Regions from separate parts of the Callithrix jacchus genome. Here regions 2 and 3 are each linked to region 1. The links are chromatin contacts, called in public Hi-C maps. All regions are on one chromosome and are shown on one strand. Each heading gives the region's core, a stretch centred on a gene start, on an enhancer-like site or on the middle of the called end of the contact. The rest is flanking DNA. Distances are from core to core; before and after follow the strand shown. Region 1 overlaps LOC118145160 (a long non-coding RNA gene). Region 2 overlaps RAD51B (RAD51 paralog B). Region 3 overlaps RAD51B (RAD51 paralog B).

Evidence for each region. A called contact is a pair of places that touch in the nucleus more often than the background predicts.
Region 2: a contact with region 1 is called in a Hi-C map of skeletal muscle, with 7 times the contacts expected there. The contact joins two enhancer-like sites. A contact is called at or near these places in 3 of 3 Hi-C or Micro-C datasets (induced pluripotent stem cells and skeletal muscle).
Region 3: a contact with region 1 is called in a Hi-C map of skeletal muscle, with 17 times the contacts expected there. The contact joins two enhancer-like sites. A contact is called at or near these places in 2 of 3 Hi-C or Micro-C datasets (both in skeletal muscle).

What each region holds. Positions count from the first base shown.
Region 1 is chr8:103,806,654-103,809,698 of calJac240_pri, forward strand. LOC118145160 (a long non-coding RNA gene) reads left to right here. Exons shown (of 3, transcript XR_013521297.1): 2 at 1-2,264. Among named protein-coding and RNA genes, the nearest start is that of ZFP36L1, 32 kb to the left of the region's middle. Within about 2 kb of position 1,493, at least 13 of the 16 cell types and tissues checked have an H3K27ac peak or open chromatin away from gene starts, as enhancers often do. A contact at or near this core is called in skeletal muscle, where this site is marked.
Region 2 is chr8:103,238,463-103,241,375 of calJac240_pri, forward strand. All of the region lies in intron 6 of RAD51B (RAD51 paralog B), which reads left to right. Among named protein-coding and RNA genes, the nearest start is that of RAD51B, 410 kb to the left of the region's middle. Within about 2 kb of position 1,564, at least 8 of the 16 cell types and tissues checked have an H3K27ac peak or open chromatin away from gene starts, as enhancers often do. A contact at or near this core is called in skeletal muscle, where this site is marked.
Region 3 is chr8:102,944,556-102,947,589 of calJac240_pri, forward strand. All of the region lies in intron 6 of RAD51B (RAD51 paralog B), which reads left to right. It also overlaps the pseudogene LOC103795813. Among named protein-coding and RNA genes, the nearest start is that of RAD51B, 110 kb to the left of the region's middle. Within about 2 kb of position 1,481, at least 8 of the 16 cell types and tissues checked have an H3K27ac peak or open chromatin away from gene starts, as enhancers often do. A contact at or near this core is called in skeletal muscle, where this site is marked.

The sequences.
Region 1 (3,045 bases), core at 243-2,742:
AGGGAAGGAGGGAAAGCACTCACAGCTATAAACAGAAAGCCCAGGGAGGGAGGGGGCTGACACAGGATGTGGCCAGGGCTCGAGCTGTCTGATTATTAACTTCACTTTTATTTGGAGGGGGATTCGATTCTCTGTTTTACTTCCCATCAAGGAAGTGAAAGCCCAGGTCTCAGAGGGGCCTGGTTTCAAATTGTTTTGTCACAGCTCATTTATTTTTCCTTTTAAATAAATAAACAAAACCACCTCTTTGTTTTCCCCTTAATGAGCATTCAGCAAATCATCTGTGGGTGAAGCATGAACGGGGTTTTCTGGAGTCCTTCATGGGAGAAGTTTGGCTTATTATTTTAAAAGGAAAAAGCAAGGATCTCGCCTTTAGCTCCAGGCTTCTTGAAGGCTGTCAAGGCACTTTCTCTTTTGCCTCCTCTGAGATATCCACTTAGACCAGCGAGGAGTCTGAAATCACAGCCTCAAGCCAGGCCAAGGCCCCAGGAGCTTCCTTGGCTGGACCCTGGGGCCGGACCCACAGCCTGCCATCCCATCTGACATGCCCTGACACCAGGCCACGCAGAGGAAGCACCCAGCACCGGCTCAGTTGTTGTCTTGCTTAGGCGCAGACCCATGGCTGTGTTCCTACAGCACCCTGACATGTCTACTAAAACTAACTTAAAGCACTTAAACACACAAAAGGATTCCATTACAGGTTTAAGAAAAGACCATTACATGTCCCTTTTGCCCAAGGTTCAAAACGTTTGGGAACTTGATTTCAACATAAAATTTGTATCAAAACCCATTCAATCCCATGATCTCCTTGCAACAACCTTTTCCTGAAAGACCTGCACGTGGGACCCCAGGGCCAGTATCACAGGGTCCTGACCCTCAAGGGGTCTCACAATTCAACAATTCAGTGAGGGAGGATGCAGTGACAAAGACTGTAAGGAAAAAACAGGAGAGTTTATAGCAGTAGCTACTGCTACTCAAGGTGGGCAGAGAAGGGAGAAGGCGGATTTTGCTGGAAACTAAAAGGAGAAATCCGGGAAAGCTTCCTGGTGGAGCTGATCTTTAAGCTGAACCTTTAAGGACTGACACGATGAACGGATGTTCTGGAACCCGAGAAATAACCAAGGGCCAGAAAGACAGCATCCATGTATGAACTGAGCTAGACAGAGGCAACAGTGGGGCCTGGGGCTCCTGAGAATGGCATTTCAAGTCCCCATGGTGGACAGGGACGGGAATGCTTCGGCCGCCTGGAGCCAGCTCCGTGGTGCCAGTCCCTGACCTCTGGCTTGATGACTGGTGTGCCTCTTGAGCAAGCAGATACTACGCCTGGTCTTGGACCCTGTCACTTGCCTGCCCCACAAAAACCTGCTGACCGCTGTGACCTACTTTAACGGCCCCTGACTTTCTGCTCTTCGAATATGGGGCAAAAAGGAGGGCGACTGAGGCCACTCAGTACATTTGAGGCTCAGAGGCTCAGGCCTGCCTTCGCAGCGGCTACTGGAGTGGCGATTCCCAAAACCCGGGGTTAGCTGCCAGAGTCCAGGGTGCTCCTGGGCTTCTGCGACGCCCCCGCACTCCCGCGGCCGAGCTTCGCGGTCGAGCTCTCCGGTCGCCCCCCCGGCGTCCGCTCCGCCGCGAGCTAGCACCTAGCCGGGCCGGGCACCGGGCCGGGGCGAGGCCGCCAAGATGGCCGACGCGCTCTGCAGCGCGCGGATCACGCGGGAGGACTGCCCTTGGGCTCCGGGAAGCAGCCAAGGTTCCGCCGCCCTCCCTGGCGCTCTGCCCCGGTCGGTCTGCTGGGATCTCCTTCCCAGCGCCCCCTTCGGCTCCCGGGGCCTCGCGAACCTTCCAGGCCCGAAGCCATCCAGACGCGCGCACCAGGCCCGACCCGGGAGCGGAAGGCGCGACGCAGCCGGGAGGAGAGACAGGGGCCGGGGCTGCTCGGCGGCTCGAAACGCGAGGGGCCCGAGAACCAAGACTGCTGCAGGAGGCTGCGGCGGGGGCGAGATCCTCGCTACAGCTTAGGGCCTGGCGTCCCGCAGCCGCTCTCTCCCGGAAGCCCTCGGAAGCGGCGCGATGGACGTGGCCACACTGCCCTCCAGTGGCCAGCCCGCCGAACAACACTCCTGGGTCCCGTTTGGGGGTCGGGGTGACGTGTCCACGCTCTGCCTTTTGCTACATTTGACGGTGGGATTTGCTCATCCGTTGTTCCTCTTACAGGCCGCCAAAGCTGCCCTCCGCCACAGTGCACACTGACCCAACAGCAGGTTTGCCGCCTTCGGTGGTTCTCAAACTTCAGTGTGCACAGGAATCCCCTCCCCCACCCCGCCCCTGTCCTCCCCTTGACAGTTCTTTCAGACCCGGATTGCTGGGTTCCCCAAATAAGTCAGAGAACTTGCATTTCTAGCAAGTCCTCAGGTGATGCTGAGCTGCTGGCCCGCTGGAGCCACATTTCGGGAACCACTGGCTCGGCTCACTCTTTCTGTCCTGGGGTTTCTGTCACCCCTCATTCAATGCAGAACATGACCTGCAAGGCACTGAGGATGAGTGGGTGGAACAACTTTCCCGCCCTGGTGGAGCTTAGTCTAACTAAGCTTGTTTCAACAAATCACCTGTAAAGAAATACAGGATTCCATTTGAAAAGGCTTTCAAATTCCTGTGAAGGAAAAGGATAAGGTGCTCAGAGAACATATATAAATGGGCACTAATTTCGATTTGGAGTGGGAAAGTTCTCAGGGAAGACTTCTCTGAGGAAACCCTCAAGCTCAGGCCAGGAGGAGGAGGGATGAGGTCCTGAGGGGAATGGGGAGGGACTGGAGCTGGCAGGCCCAGCAGGTAAGGTGCAGACCCTGGCTGTAGAAGCAGAGACTGGCAGGGGCAGGCAGGGGGTCAGAGCCTCTTAGGTCCATGCCTCTGGTCCCCACAGAGCTGCCTCCACAGAAGGGCAGCATCCAGGGGAGAAGAGGGCCTGGCTGCTCAGACTGTAGCTGCCCACTCAGCACCAAGAAGGGTGCTCCACCTTCAGGAACCCCACAGGAACCCCAGCCA
Region 2 (2,913 bases), core at 314-2,813, 570 kb before region 1:
TAAAAATTTATATCACTTGTAGGACCCTTCTGAAAATTACATTCCAGCTAGTCTATCATGAATTTTGAATTTTCCTTAAAGTTTGCTATCAAAAGCAGAACAACAACTTGTCATCATAGAACTGGAAGACATGATTATTTTGTTTACCTCTTAACTTTTTGCCCATTTGGAAACTGAAATTGAGAGCAGTTAAGTGACTTGCTTAAAGTTATATCACTAGTTAGTGCAGGAACAGAAATGAAAAACTATTTCATGATGCCTGGTTTATCACAATGGGAAGCTCTGCCCACGAGAAGGACAGTTCAGTTGAGATGCCCTATAATTTTAAGAACTTTCATGAATATACTAATTTTAGTAGAAACAACTAATCAAGATTGCTATCATTCTAAACGGAACATAATTTTAAGGAGAAACACTTGGAACAATCTAATTTTAAAACTGTAATGCTAATTCTTTATTAGTCTTTTGGGGGGATGTTTTTTCACATGTTGCATGGCATACTTGCACATTTTCTTATTTAATACTTCTTTTAACCTTGAAAGCATTTATTTGAGAATGAACACTAGCACTCCAGGACGAGTTCAATACAGAAAGCCACATACATATAAATGGCAGCCATAACCCAAAGAAGAGAATAATGTAGTGAGGGAAATGGTCTTCAGGATGCTGCACAGTGCTTTATAGTTACAGAATGCCTTCATGTATGTTCCTAATGGATCCTCGGGGCAGTCCTGTAAAAGGGGGAAGAATGGGTGTAGGTAGAGCTGTTTTCCAGAACATGAAATCGAAGCTCAGAGATACTGCACAGCTCACCAGCATAGCGAGGAAGCTCCTGCATCGGGGCTCACGTTCAGACTTTCACTCCAAGCCCACAGCTCGTTTTCTTACTTCATGATGCGTAAGTTGCAGAAGTAATAATGCTTTAAAAAGCAATCTTCATTTTTTTCTGTTTACTTTTTCCTCTCCAGGGCAGAAACTGTAACTATCCTTGTCCAGTTCCAGTTTGTATTATTGTATTCATGGTATTTACCTTAATTGGAGGGAACAGTCCTTTTAAATATCACTCAAATGGGTTTTTGAGGTTATGTTCTTTTCTCCTTCACATCCTAAACTTCAGACCTTATACTCTTCGGCCTTCCATTCAAATGAGAAGGGCTGGTGTAATTGCTGACAGTGCCTCCCCAGGCCACCAGTGTAAGTGAAGAATCTTCATGTTTGAAAAGAAGAAAAAATGCAATTTAGTGAAGTTCATGATTCTGCTTTTACTCTTTAACACAGCCTGTATTTTTTTAAAACGTTATTTGTTTTTACACATAACACTAGGTGGCAGAATAACTACACCACAAAGCACCACATCCTTTGTTTCTCACTACTCTGGGGAGTGGGGACCTGAGTAGTGAGGCATAAACCATCTGTGGCTACGAGATTGGACCAACCAACATGGCCAATATTTTCTTGACAGGGAACTGGCTGCTGTGATTCTAAAACATATGCTTCCAAGATACTGTCTTTAAGATTTCCATCTTTCTTTTTTCCCCAGCTCCCCTGGATTTTAATTGGTCTGCCCCATTGCACTCTGCTAGCAGAGGTTGGACACAGCCTGCAGGCAGCTGCTTTGAAATGGCAGATTGGGATGCATGTGTCCATTGGTGCTGGCATTCTTGCCTTTGTGTGCCAGTGGGTCATGAAGGGTCTAGGGGTAAGGGGGTAAGGCACCTGAGCCCTTGCCCAAATGGCACCAACCCCTCTGGCAGAGGGCAGCAGTGGCTGGTCTGAGTCAGCTGGAAGATGCTGCCCTCACCAACTCAGGTTTACAAAACAGGTGTTTTAAAGAGCAGTCTGATCCTGGTTCAGCTCTTTGCCGCAGCCGGTGGGACATTGCCTCTCAGTTTCTTCCTAACAATTTACTGGTGTCTACTACCCTGGATGCCTCACATGCCACAGGACACACTAAGCTAAATAAAGCAGAGCAAATTCTGTCTTTTATGTTGTGAAGAGTATCAACTTGGGTTATGGAAATACTTCTTTGGATTTTTGCCGAAAAAGAAAAGAACAGTGTTAAAACAAAACGATACCAACTAGTAATAATACTCTAAGTAAAACCAAGTATACCCCAGTAAAACCAAGTCAGAATGTATAAAATTGATCAAACAAAAAGATTTTATTGTAATTACAAAGGCATCCTTTACTTTATGACTGAAACCACAATCAGATTTCATTAAATAGTGAGTTTCTGATGTGAATTGTAAATGATTTCATCTACCAAAAAAAAGTATTTAAATCTTGACTTTTCAGGAACGCACTTGTTATATAAAACAAAAACCAACTGTCCTGTAGTTTTACACATACACTTACATCACACCCTATACCACTTGCCGACTGGGAATCCTAGGGGATCTTTTAGTTTTTAGCTGGAGGTCCAGGTTGTATCCTAATTTTGAACACACAGCCCTGGTGACATGAAAGGGCATTGTTGACATGACCAAGGTGAGTCCCGGTAATCGGCACAATCCTGTAGGCTAGGGATATGGGGATCTTAAGTTTGTTTGCCTGCTAGGGCTGCAATTCTTTTCTAAAGTACATGACTTTTGAAAATACCTCAAACCACATATATAAAGCAGACTAAGGATATTAATCGCGGGCTACCACCATAGTGAGTCTTTGAAGCCAGGAGAAGGTGGTGAGACCTTCTTGTTTGTTAAGGAAGAAATGTCGTAAAAATTCCAAAGCAGGACTCGAATTTCCAGGGGAGAGGGCCTCTTTATTGTTTCCTCTAATAGCTGCTTTGGCGCTTTAGTGAATAGATGTGTTGCGCAAAGTAACCTAGATGCATCTGAACTTTACCCCAGCTTGGCTCCCACTTTCGTATTTAGCATCCATTCTGAATTATTCATTTATGTTATTTTTGCTGTT
Region 3 (3,034 bases), core at 231-2,730, 860 kb before region 1:
ATTAGGTATATATTCTTTAATTATGCTTCATAACCCACATTATACATATATGAAACAAAAGTTATATATATAAAACTATGTAACTATATATATAAAACAATAGTTTTATGTATATAACTAACATAAAACAAAAGTTATATATATAAAACTATGTAACATTTGACAAAGCTTTTCTCTATTTAAATGTAGTAAAATATATATATGTAAAATATATATGCATCTGTCAAGTGTTACATCTGTCAAACATTACATATATTTTACATATATGTGCATCTGTCAAATGTTATGTAGTTTTTTTTTTAAAAAGATATTTCCGTAACTAAACATTTCCCAGTCTGAATTTCTTGAAAGCTTTTGCTTAGGTTAAGTTGTGGGAGAAAAACTGAACTTACCCGGTTAGCTATACTATCTCTTAGCTGTCTTTTTACTTTATCCATCTATTTTTTACTTTTTTTTCGAAACACAGTAACACTAGTGGAGAGGTCTTTTCACATTGCCTGACTCTCCTGGTCTGTCCCATAAGGTTCCATGTACTCTGTCCAGAACTCAGCTTATATATCAGAAGATTCTGTCTGGTCTGCTCAGTCAGAGATATAAGTTCTCATTACCTCAGTGTGTGTGTTTGTATCTGTATTTAATGATGTTTGTGCTTGGCTTTGGCTCGGAATTTTGAAATCTTTGCAGAGTTTCCCAATTTGGTGGACAGTTTTAGAAATAAGGATGTCAGTAGGGAAAAAAAAAAGCACAGAAAAATAGTTTCCTCTTTCATCTGTGTCCCACATTATACAAATGTTCACTGAAAACAGCACCAATTTTCTGGGAAAGGTTTTGACTAAGACTTTTCTCACCCTTTACCCCTACTCTTCAATTCATGGTTCCTTCTTATAACGTGGTCATGTGCTTGCCCAAGCCTGGCTTATGAACCGTGCAGAATATTTGTGGGGTTTTGTTTTTTAAGCCCTAAACTGTGCACATGATGCAGTATTTAATTTGGAATGAGCTCTAAGTTTAGTCACATGTGCTTCTTGTGGTGTTTATCTTGGAATCCACAAGTAGGAGGGAAGTATTTTTGCATTTTATACATCTGGACATTGTTCATGGTCCTTCTGTAACTTGGGAATTCTGTGTGGAGCAAAATCCGAAGAAGGGTATTAAAAATAACATGGAGTTATAATGACATCTAATTCAAAACCCTTGAGAATACCCTTCTGATCCCAGCAGAGTTCTTTTTTGAGGTGGTGAACTTTTTCAATTGTGTGTGGTTCACTGCTGGCCTGAGGAGAATGCTGGGATTATAAGGTTACCTGATACCCTTGCATGTAGGCTAATGGGTTTCTAGACATTCTGAAAGTCTGTTGCAGATTTGGCATGGAGGAAGATTTTGCCTTAATTTTGCATGGGGTAAGATAGGTAAAGTGATTTCTACTCCCTGCTGCTATGCCTCTGTCACAAGCATTGTAAGAGACCTGTTAGACTCTCCCTATTGCTCTCTTAAACTTGCCTAATTCCAGCCAGCTTAGAGCTAAAAGTTGACCCTGAGAATGCCTCATGCTCTCTGTCAGAACTGGGGGTTTAGTAAACTTATCCTTCCCCTGATTTCATATAAGAAGTTGTTTTGAACAGGATTGGACATACAGATATAGCACAGTCACTCCTCCTTTTGGCTAGGGGTCTGCTAGAATGGAAGCAGTGGGAAGGGATGTACAGAAACTACTGCTCTTTGAGTGAGTTTGCATATGGACAGTATTGCTTTTTGGCCCCAGCCTAGTTTTCTTTTATTCCCAAGTCTCATCTTTTATGCAGCTGCAGAGAGCAGGCTGGGAAAGCAGAATGAACGCTTCAAACAGATTTGCACTTCAATAAAAGAAAGAGTGATTTCTCTTGTTCAGAGTACAGACCAGTTTGGGTAGAAAACTGTTTGCTTTTTTACTTTCTGGGTAGGGACTCTTTGCTTTTCTCTCTTTAAATGTAGTAAAGAGAGGAAAAGTGAATAAAGTAGTTAGACCTGCTGGTTATAATTCACAGAGAATTTTCAAATGTGTTTAATAAAGTCTCTCGTATAATTATAACAGAAATAAGTAATTGGTGGGGAAAGGTTAAAATCCTGTCGAGGTTTAAGAATCAGTTAAATACGAGGCAGTATGCTTGGATGAGACAACTCAACTAGGAGCTGCTTCTCTTTGCTGATTTCTCTGGCTTTTGGGATTTTCCCCCTTTTACTTTCATAATGCATTCTGCAACTTTCATTATAAAAATCCATCAATGTGTACACTTCTAGCACATAAACACATCCTGGTCCTATTTTGGAAATCACAATGTAGAGAGAATAGCTTGACTTCAGCTGGAGAGAAGTTAATGATAGGAAACCCAAGGATTGATACCAAGATCGTGCTTGTTTAGTGTTTTAATGACTCCAGAAGGAAATGGTGAAATCTGCTGATGACATCAAATTGTTTTTGCTGATCCAAACAAGGATTTCTTGGAAGCTGCTTCAGAGCATTTGGAATAGTAGAAGAATTGAGCAATATGGTGGCAGACACACTGAACTTAAAGTGAAGGTTTATGTGAAGTAGCAGGAGTAACGTCAATGCGTTGAAGTTTCAAAGCCTGCCAAGTCTTCCAAGAAGACTACAGAGTCTTTACAGTTTTATGAAAGGAAGACTTAAGACAGAGAACATTGATATGTATAACAAATGAAAACTATATGGGAATAGTTGCAGTTATAAAATTCAGTGACTTAAAAATATGATGCCCGAGTTTCTTTCTTTTTAAATGTCAGCAGTAGTGTATCCAAATGAATGTTGTTTCTCTCAAAATGGTCGTAGAAGATATATACCCATTTAATGCATACTTCTTTCTTGGTAAGTTCTTTTGTCAGTTTTCTGTGGTGGCAGGTCTTTCTTTTGTAGGCTGTTTTGAATTTTGAAACAGTCAACTGTCATTTAGAGCCGAGTGTGATGAGTAAGATGGGTAGTCAAACTAATAGACTGAAATATATTAAATATAATAAATAAAATGTAAAGTAGTAAAACAT